Linked DNA regions of Gossypium arboreum: regions 2 and 3 are each linked to region 1. The links are chromatin contacts, called in public Hi-C maps. All regions are on one chromosome and are shown on one strand. The core of a region is the stretch at or near the end of the contact, and the rest is flanking DNA. Distances in the headings are between cores, read along the strand shown.

Region 1 (3,204 bases), core at 54-2,553:
TGACTCAACTACTATGTGCTTAAATGGCTTTATTTGGGCTAAATCATGGACATTTAATTGAGGCTTACGATGAGTGAAGGGCTAGAACATTGGATTGGCCTTTGCCATGTAATTGGGCCGAATTTAGGGTCTTAAAATTTTGTTCTATTCACGTCCATTATGTAACATCAATTTAAAATAATATGTGCCAATCATGATTCATTAATTGATAGTTAGGTAGTTTAATTGAGTCAGGATTGCTGATTTTTTAACATTTCATCTTATAAAAATTTTGATTTATCAAGATAATAAGGTTGATTTTGTTTTCTTACATCCTTCACAATTTTCTTTAAATTTAAGTAGCATTTGATAATAATAATAAAAATAATAAGTTAAAGATTTTAAAGTTCAATTTAATTTTAACTGGATTTTGACTCGAATATAACCTGCACGACATATAAGCTATTGAATCTTATTCGGATTGGGATTCACAAATTTAATTTTTAAATAGTCGATTTTACAATGAATTTACTAGGCTTAACATAGACTTGGACGGTATGTTGATGATACGTTTGGAAACATTAAAAGATTACTTTCATTTTTGTGAAAATAAAAGATTTCTCATGTGCATTCTAGATTAAATTGGGAAGATGGACTAATTTTTGGAGAGAGGGCAGCCAATTCCATGGCGTTTGCTAGGGAATGAAACAAACAAAAGGCAGCCTATGGCTCCAATACTTGCAGGCAATAACATCAGCAGCAGCTCATTGCTGTCCCCTGATGGCTTCAGACCAAAGCAGTTGACAACATTTTGATCGAACAGAACAAGCGCCATAAAAATCATTATGGATACCAAAGCATGGAAAAAATCAATCAACTTGACCTTATACTTGTTTTCCTCCTTTATTGACAATTCAACAGGGCCATCCATTACCCATAACCCTCTAAACGTAGCCACCCCGTACCGGACCTTGCCTCTTTCATCTCGAACACTATCCGTGAAAGAAAGGAAGAAACACAAGCTGGCACAAAACGCCACAAGGCCTAGCATCAAGTTTTGGCAAACCTGGGTTTTGCATTGGCCTTGGTTCGTTAAAACTGGGGACAGTATTTGGAAAGTAAGGGCTGAGCCTGTAGGCAGAAGCTTGGACAAAACGGCGGTGCCTTTGAAGGCTTTTCTCACGATTTTTTGTTTCTTGGTCTTTGGTTGCTTTACTATTGCAGTTAATAAAGGAAATTCCGAAGTGGTTCGTGACTCTTCTTGGGCCGTCTTTTCCACATTCTTCAGGAGGGGTTGCCTGTGTTCTACAGCTTTCGTGTCCATCACACAGATTTTCTTGTTCTTTTCTTAAAGCTTTCTTTGAAAAGAAAAGTTGTATGAGATGAATGGCTTATTGGCAGGGAAAGAAATAAGCATTTGTAGGGAAATGAAAACCGACGTGAAACTAAGTGCATGGAAGCTGTTAACAAAAGATGAGTAAATTTGGTGTGGATTTATTGTTATAAGAGAGAGGAGGTTACGACTTACAAACCATAATTGATAATTAAAAGATGCTCAGTTTCACAAATTTGGCTCCCATCCTGTTTCATCCCCCCCTTTTTTTTTTGTTTTATTATTAATATTTTATTTTATTTTAATTGTATTGTACTGTGTTGTTGGCAAAAAAAACAAAAATTTATCACAAAAATTAAAATTAAAGTTCTCATCTCACATTTCCTATAGATTTAAAATCTCTGTATAACTTTTTTTAAAATGTATGGTATGGGTTTTTATTTTATTTTATATTTTATTTTTAAAGTTTATGGTTGTTGCTCCTAATAGTACTGTTTGAACTTATATTTTCCTTTAAAAATATAATATATTTTACTATTACACTCAAAATTTATATTTTCCTAATATCTTTTCGAAAAAAATTCTTGTTCTATATTATGTTCTTCTTTTTATTTTTTATTTTATTTTTAAAAAAAAAAAATAGATACTGAACAAAGAAAAAAAATCAAGCAAATCACCTTTAAGGTTTTTTTATTACTCTGATGTGTGTTCGTAAAAAAATACAAGTAGGAAATGTGGCCTTTTTTATAGCCAAAATACAAACTGTCCATTACAAATATTTTGTTTTTTTTCTTCGTTGTCTTCTTTGCTTTGCGTGTTTGTTGCGTTCTGCTTCTTTTTTACAAGTGACCGCGGAGTGGCTGATGGCGGCAGTGGCGAAGGCATGCGCAGAGGAGCGTCAACGTGGCATGCGGCTAGGGTTTTAGTTTTTTACTGAAACTGAGTTTAGTTTTTGGGCCATTTGGGCCACTAGGGTTTTCTTGCATTTGGGTTGTAATTGCGTAGTGTTTTTGGGCTTGATATGTAATTAGACTGGGACTTTATTTATTTTGGTTTAAATCTTGTTTCATTTTTATAATTGGGGCTCGGGCCAAAATTGGCCTATTACAGCTGTTTCTCTTTACTCATTGTCGTATAACGAGAATGGAGCAAAGACTTTAAAAAGGGTCAATTTTGCCTGGTCTTGCCGAATCTTGACTTCTTTGGTGCTTCTCTTCTTTAAGTAGCTTCTCTTTTTTAAGTAGCATCATTCCATCCCACAGCATCTTCAGGGGTATAGGAATTAGTACTTCAATCTACTCCACTGTTGCTTCAAGGAGATTAGACTCGCATCTACAATTTGCTCCACTGCAACTTCAGGGGGATAAGATTTGTAACTCGTAGCTTTAATCTATTCCACTGCAACTTCAGGGGAATAAGATTCGCATCTTCAATCTGCTCCACTGCAACTTGAGGGAGATAAGATTTGAGGCTTCAATCTGCTCCACTGCAACTTCAAGGAGATAAGATTCTGCATGGTAAATTTAATCCGACCTATTACAATTTTGGAGGTATAAGATTTGTGACTTGTAGCTTTAATCTGTTCCATTGCAACTTCAGGGAAATGAGATTCACTATTTTCAATCTGCTTTACTGTAACTTCAAGGAGATAAGATTCGCCACGATGACTTAAATTCGTCCCATTGTAACTTTAAGGGTATAAGATTTGTGGTTTCACTGATCTGTTACATCGTTCTCTTGGGAACATGACCTGTAGAATCTATTTCATGGCCCTATCTTTATGCCGAGTGATTAGGATGTTATGATCAAAATGAATCAAATACTCCTAACTAGATATGTATGAATGATGTCTGTATGAACGCAAAATGTTATTTTTCGAGAATGATCCCCTT
Region 2 (3,320 bases), core at 94-2,593, 160 kb before region 1:
GATCTCGTTGCAGGTTATGTCAAACCAAGAAGCAGTGGACGCCATAAAAAACATCAAGGATGCTCAATCAGCAGCAAAGCACTTGATTGAGGCAGCAGTTTCTAAGAAGAGCAAAGATGACATATCTTGCATCGTTGTAAGGTTCCGGTGATATATTTCTTCCGATGAGTACCGAATTAATGAGAAAATGAATAGCTAAATATGTGTATACCATGCCACGTTTTTTATCCTCTTTATAGCTATAGTGATTGTTGCAGGCTACCATAAAACTGTTTGTATGTAAAAAGTTGACCCAGCTTTATAAAAATGACTACTTGAATTGTCTGTAACGTCATCGTTGATGATATGTTGTTGAGTTTCAATGTTATCAAGGATAGGACCGTCCATGCCTTCAAGGCTTCCATACATAACTGAAGCATCATGATGACATGTGAAGGGTGACGATTTTGAATGGTTTCTTCCTTTAATAAAGATTGTTACAAATAAAAGGAAAAGGGAAAAAAGAAAAAAGTACACTCTTATGGTGATGGTGATGATGATGCATGTTGATGTTGTTTGTTGTGTGTGAGTGCGAGTGTGAGTGTGTGTAAGACAATGAAAGGATTGATGGATGATTCTTTCCTTCATATCCTCTGCCTTTCAAGAAGTTAAATTTCCATGAATATTAAGAATATACTTGTAGAATATGTTGTGCTTATCATCCAAAAAGGAAAAAGAAAATCAATAAATTGCTAGCAAGTTTTACTGAGTACAATCCATTCAAAGTATAAATATAAATACACGATTTATTATTAGTTTAATTGTTTTCGATATTATTATCAATATAAGAAGATATGAATTGAGAGTATTAAAATGTAAGTAACACACAATTAATTTATAAAATGGATAAATTTATTATTCATGTATAGCATTTTATTTTTAAAAATGTATTTATTTTGATGAATTAATTTCTCTCGTTATAAATTAATATAGTTAAAGTTTTTTAAAAATATATATAAGCTTTCAAAATTTTAAAAGAAAATTCACGTTAACATTGTTTTCAATTTCTTATTTTGAAATTAATAATTTAAATTCTCAAGGAATAAAAGTATTTATTAATTATAAAAAATAAAAGGAAAAACTAACTTAACGAGTAAGTAGTTACTTGGGTAAGTATTTATTAATTATAAAAAAAATAAAAGGAAAAACTAACTTAACGAGTAAGTAGTTACTTGGGTACAGTAATGACTGAAACCCCTTGGAGAAGGGGAAAAGTCTCGGTCTTCCCGGCATCGTTGACCTTAAGCACCAATACAATTCAAACACGTGTAAAATTCAAATAAACCTCCCACCACCGTATATATATTAATGATCCTCCATTCGAAACGAAAGATATACACGGGTCACCCAAATTCCCAAATTTCTTAGAAACCCTAAATCTTCTCTAATTGTTTATGCCCATTCTGCCCTCCCATAAAAACCGTTAGAGATATTCCTAGGGTTTGCATTTGCGGTTTGGGGGATAGGGTTTTAGACAAAGCCAAATCTTGGATTTGAGGAATGGCGACTGCGACGGGACAGGCGAACGCGAAGAGAAAGCCGGTGTTCGTGAAAGTGGAGGATTTGAAGCCCGGTACGAGCGGGCACACTTTGATCGTCAAAGTGGTGGAGATGACCCCAGTCAAGACTTCCGCCAGGCCCAACAGGTCCCGTGCTCTCCTTTCTGGACCTGTACCTCCGGCCCGGATCGCTGAGTGCGTCGTTGGGGACGAGACTGGCACCATCATCTTCACCGCACGCAACGAACAAGGTATTTATTTTTCTCTATCTATATGTATACACTAGTTTCATAGAAATTTATAGCCTCTGTATTTAGATCGATTTTATTTGCTCAGCGTTTTATTGGGTCAGCCTATATTTCATAATAAACCAAGTTGGTTGTACTTGTATAGACATTTTGTCTTTTCTATTTCTATTTTGGGGACTATTTTAGTAGTCTAGAACAGAGTAGTATTTGGAAGGAAAGAATTCTGACTGCAAGACTTAATTGAATTAAACAAGTACCTATGTAATATCATGATTTTGATGTTGGTGATGCAGTTGATCTTATGACAAAAGGTGCAACCGTGATTTTACGTAATGCTAAGATTGTTATGTTCAAGCGAACAACAATGAGGTTAGCAGTTGACAAATGGGGACGGATCGAGGTAACCGAACCTGCTAAATTCGCAGTTAAAGAAGATAATAATCTTTCTTTAGTTGAATATGAGCTTGTTACTGTTCCTGACCAGGGCATGAATTAGGGCCTTTGTTTATTGTGAGTGAATGATTGAATATATATATTTCTAGGAAGTTAATACTTTTTAAAAAGTAACCATTGGGCTTGATTCTTGGCTTGGTTTTGTGTCATGATCAGTCCTTTGAGATTGCGGTAGTACTTATTAGTATTGGACATATTTCATTGTGAAATCGAGTTTAATTCTCTTTTGCTTCTTGTTTATGTTATGACTATCATCAGCTTAAAGTTGAAAAAGTTAAATGCAATAAGAAAGCTGTTGTTCACTTTGATTTTCTCATTGGTGATATTATTGGTTTGTCGGGATGAATGCTAAATAAGTTCAGGTTATAACTTTAGAACACTTATGAAACATTTTCCCATCCAATTTCAAGGTGTTTACATCTTGGGGTTTTTTTTCCCACCTTGCCGAGATCCTTCTTTGGAGTGCTCATTGTTGAGACACGGTTGATCCATCCTACTTACCCCACTTATTGGGGTGTTAGGAACGAGATTGCCCGTATCTCTATGATAAAGCTGCCCCTCCAACAAATAAAACAAATGCAAAGATTGGTGATGTTATTGGTTAACACCAATCAAATCATTTGTGGTACATTTTTGTACTCAAATGTCTTTGAGCTAGGGAAGGCAATAGAAAATGGTTTCAAAACTTAGGAAATTCAACTTGGCTTGGCTCCTCATCTGCCCAATGAGAATATCAGCTATATATACATACATATGACACTCTCTTAGGAGGGAGAACTGTTTTAAATTCATTAAACGTTCTCCAATCCTCCGAATACTAGTCATACATGATCATTGGAAGCTGATTGAATAGAAATATTTACATGACTAGAAGTGCATATTCAAGCTTCACACCTTGAAGTAAGACAGTTCAATTCTTTTCAAGACCCTGACAACGACAAAGAAGGTTTTGGACCTGAATATAAAACAGTTCTGATATCATGTATTCATTAAACACTCATGCTTTGCATATTGTACCTGACAAAATTTGTCTAAGCTGAATCAACACTTGCGCGGCCATCAAGCAAATTAACCTAACAAA
Region 3 (3,091 bases), core at 435-2,934, 240 kb after region 1:
ATTCAGTTGGTGACTGAACCTAGAACTTTGTTCCGCTGTTGTGGATAGGACTCCTAGTCTCAAGAACAGTTTGCTTCTAATCCTAATAAATTAAGCCCAATTCTTAACTTGATTGATATTGGCATTATTGTCAGTATAAAAGGACGTGTGTTCGAGTGCGTTGAAATTTCAAATCGAATCGAAGAGCAAAATAATAAAAAAAATAAGATACTTATGTATGATAAATTTGAATCATTTGATTTTAAAACTTATTTAAAATTTTAAATTTTTTTATATATTTTTAGAATTTTATATATTTTTAAAAATATAAATTTTGGAATTTTATAAATATTTTAAAATTTTTGTTAAGAGAGTGACTAATTTACTTATTTTTAAAGTTGACAATATCTAAAAAGGTATTTACACCAATTTGTTATTCGAATTATTTTTATTTAAATTGTGAAATTTAACTCAATTCGAACTCAAAATTTGAATCGAGTTATTCAAGTTGACTCGAATAATTCAAATAATTCGATTCAATCAACTTGAAATTTAAAACTTTTTTCGATTTTTTTAAATCGAATTAAATTTTACTCACCCATAATAGACAAAAAAATTAAAGATACTAGACAAAACTCTGCTACCTCTACAATATTTATAACAATAAATGGTGAGAATTGAATAAAATAACCAAAATAATAAAAAAGTACAAATCACACAAGATTAATTACACAGCTTAGTTCAACAATCTACCTCTATGGTGAGAATAAATCCATTATATAAACTCATTCCAAGGATAATTGCAGCCTCAAAATTACACACACCTTTTTACATCGTTAAAATCGACTCGTAAAAAATAAAAATAACTGCTCTCCCTTGGAAGTTGGAACTACCCTCCCAAATAGTCAAAGTTTTAATCCAATCAAACCCTCCAATATAATCTTCAACTTAAGTACTCTTCAAAATAATCCCTCAAATTTTACAGTTCAACTTCTAAAGTAAATACTATTTTTTATAATCTAATAAAATTTTTTAAGGGATAAATTAATTTTAATTGGCTACCAAATATTTGAGGTGAATTTCGAAACTTGATTAAGTAAAAAATTACTAACAACACGATACATTGTTAAAATAATTGATGAATCGAGATTCTAAGAATCTTATTTGTTTTCCTGGCAAGATCAAGTAAGTTATTGATCACTACATCCAACTCCGATGTGGAAGCGACAATTATACAAAATATGAATTAACATCAACTAGTTAGTGGTATTGTAGGTCATAATGCAAAATTATACCAATTTTGGAAGACATTCGACTGAAATTTTTATTTCTCAAAACTTTAAAATATTTTATTTTAAAGGTAAGTTTAGATGGACAGTGCGTTTATCTGCAGTTAGAATAAAAATAGCAGTGACGGTAAGATTAGATACTGTAACGATATTGTAACATGAAACAAAAAGTAAACTAAACACACTGCATCGCACCGCACCGCACCACCGTCCCAAATCCACCCTAAGTCTTTTAACGCACAATTAATACATTGAAGACTTGTGCTGAATTAACCCATTTTATTATGTTAATTTATATTATAGTTAATACAACAATGAGTTAAAGCATAAATTTCAATCAACAGGAAGCTGTCGGCAATTAACAAATTCAAGATGGAAAGCAAAACAATGAGTCAGTTGGACAGATTTAACATTATTATCCTAATGATAAGCTGGTCCACTCCATTCTCTACCCCTTTACCAAATCCGTTTCTTTCTAGTTACCTACTGCAATCAAAGCACCTCTTTTCCGTCCACGCGGTTTTTGCCTATTTTTTCCCCCTAAATTATCAGGAAAAAAGATTAAAAATTTAATCTTTGTCTTCCGCCCAGGCCGCTCCTTAGATTGTCTTACTCTTGGGATCTATTTTCGTCTGCTTCAATATAGAAGTAGGAACGTCCCCCCTTATCTATTTCTCCCTTTTTCTCTTTCTTTGTTTCTTTTACAGGAACCCTAACTTTCCTGATTCTTTTTTTTTTCTAAGAAAACTTACGGTCGTGAAAATGGTGGTCTTATAGTCGATGATGGGTAACTATTGTTTCATTACTTTAATTTTTGTTTGATGTTTTTTTTTTTTTGTTAATGCGATGAGAAACAGATTGATGTTCTTTTCTTTTCTTTTTTTTGTTAAAGTTTCTGTCTTTGCGCTGAAATAGCTTTACTTTGCAACTTATTAGAGTCTAAAATAAGATAGCTGATTGCCTGTTTCTCTTGTTTATAAGTATGGTTATCGACTCTGAACTTAACAAATTTCTTGAAAGTGCTTTTTTAGTGTAGGAGATTGTAATTCCGTTGTGGGATTTTATGTCTGTAATGAAGAACGGTCAGTGCTGATTATTTGAGTTGTTTTATTTATCACCATTCTGAAGGACAAAGAATGTTCAATGTGTTTGTTTTAACTTGTGAATTTATTTGCAATATTGTAAGTTAACTCATTGTTGGAAAGGAACTTTATGGTTATGGTAAAACAAAATGGAGTAGTTTTAGGATTCTGTTTATCATGAAAAACCCAAATTGTATATCATTCATCAAGCTCCTAATGAAGAAGGTGACTTGTTGTTCTCTTGCTGTTTAGCATTATCCTAAATTTTTTTTCTTCTTGTCTATATATCAGATTACTTTTGTCCAAAGAGTTGAAATTGAGACAGTCATAAAACTGATGAACTGAGCTTCTTTTGTGACGAAAGGTTTAGTGAGGTTCTTATTTCTCCCTTGAGCAGGCTGAATCTGTTGTTCATTTCAAAAAGTTGTTTTCCTGACTCATGTTATAATATTTTTTTTCCCTTTTTGCCCCCTAATCCCATAGGAATTGTCTTGTATTTGGAAGGAAGGTGAACAATTCTTTTATGACCTTTTCTGCAAGCTCTGAAAGCTTTTTCAGAATTGTGTAATCGGAAATATATACATTCTAGGCAGAAATGGGTGCTTTTTGCTGCTGTTCATGTGGTGATGACTGTGAAGAATATGCTTATCCTAGCAATTCAATATATAGGCACTGCATCTGCCTAAGGTTCTTCTTCTATCAGCTATTCACTGGGGTATGTCTCTTCTTATCTTGTGGTTA

What was found. A called contact is a pair of places that touch in the nucleus more often than the background predicts.
Region 2: a Hi-C map of leaf shows a contact between it and region 1, with 5 times the contacts expected there. The contact joins the promoter of LOC108458215 here to the promoter of LOC108458839 in region 1. A contact is called at or near these places in 2 of 5 Hi-C or Micro-C datasets (both in leaf).
Region 3: a Hi-C map of leaf shows a contact between it and region 1, with 4 times the contacts expected there. The contact joins the promoter of LOC108460731 here to the promoter of LOC108458839 in region 1. A contact is called at or near these places in 2 of 5 Hi-C or Micro-C datasets (both in leaf).

The regions. Positions count from the first base shown.
Region 1 is chr4:114,194,644-114,197,847 of ASM2569848v2, reverse strand. It overlaps LOC108458839 (protein DMP7-like), which reads right to left and starts at 1,303. Exons shown (of 1, transcript XM_017758234.1): 1 at 635-1,303. The coding sequence starts at 1,303. The coding sequence ends at 635.
Region 2 is chr4:114,352,571-114,355,890 of ASM2569848v2, reverse strand. LOC108458215 reads left to right here and starts at 1,343. Exons shown (of 2, transcript XM_017757520.2): 1 at 1,343-1,789; 2 at 2,080-2,541. The coding sequence starts at 1,540. The coding sequence ends at 2,282. It overlaps LOC108458471 (probable protein phosphatase 2C 58), which reads left to right. Exons shown (of 6, transcript XM_017757886.2): 6 at 14-329. The coding sequence ends at 151.
Region 3 is chr4:113,954,722-113,957,812 of ASM2569848v2, reverse strand. It overlaps LOC108460731 (E3 ubiquitin-protein ligase At3g02290-like), which reads left to right and starts at 1,684. Exons shown (of 6, transcript XM_053026517.1): 1 at 1,684-1,916; 2 at 2,012-2,055; 3 at 2,940-3,065. The coding sequence starts at 2,946. It also overlaps the pseudogene LOC108460758.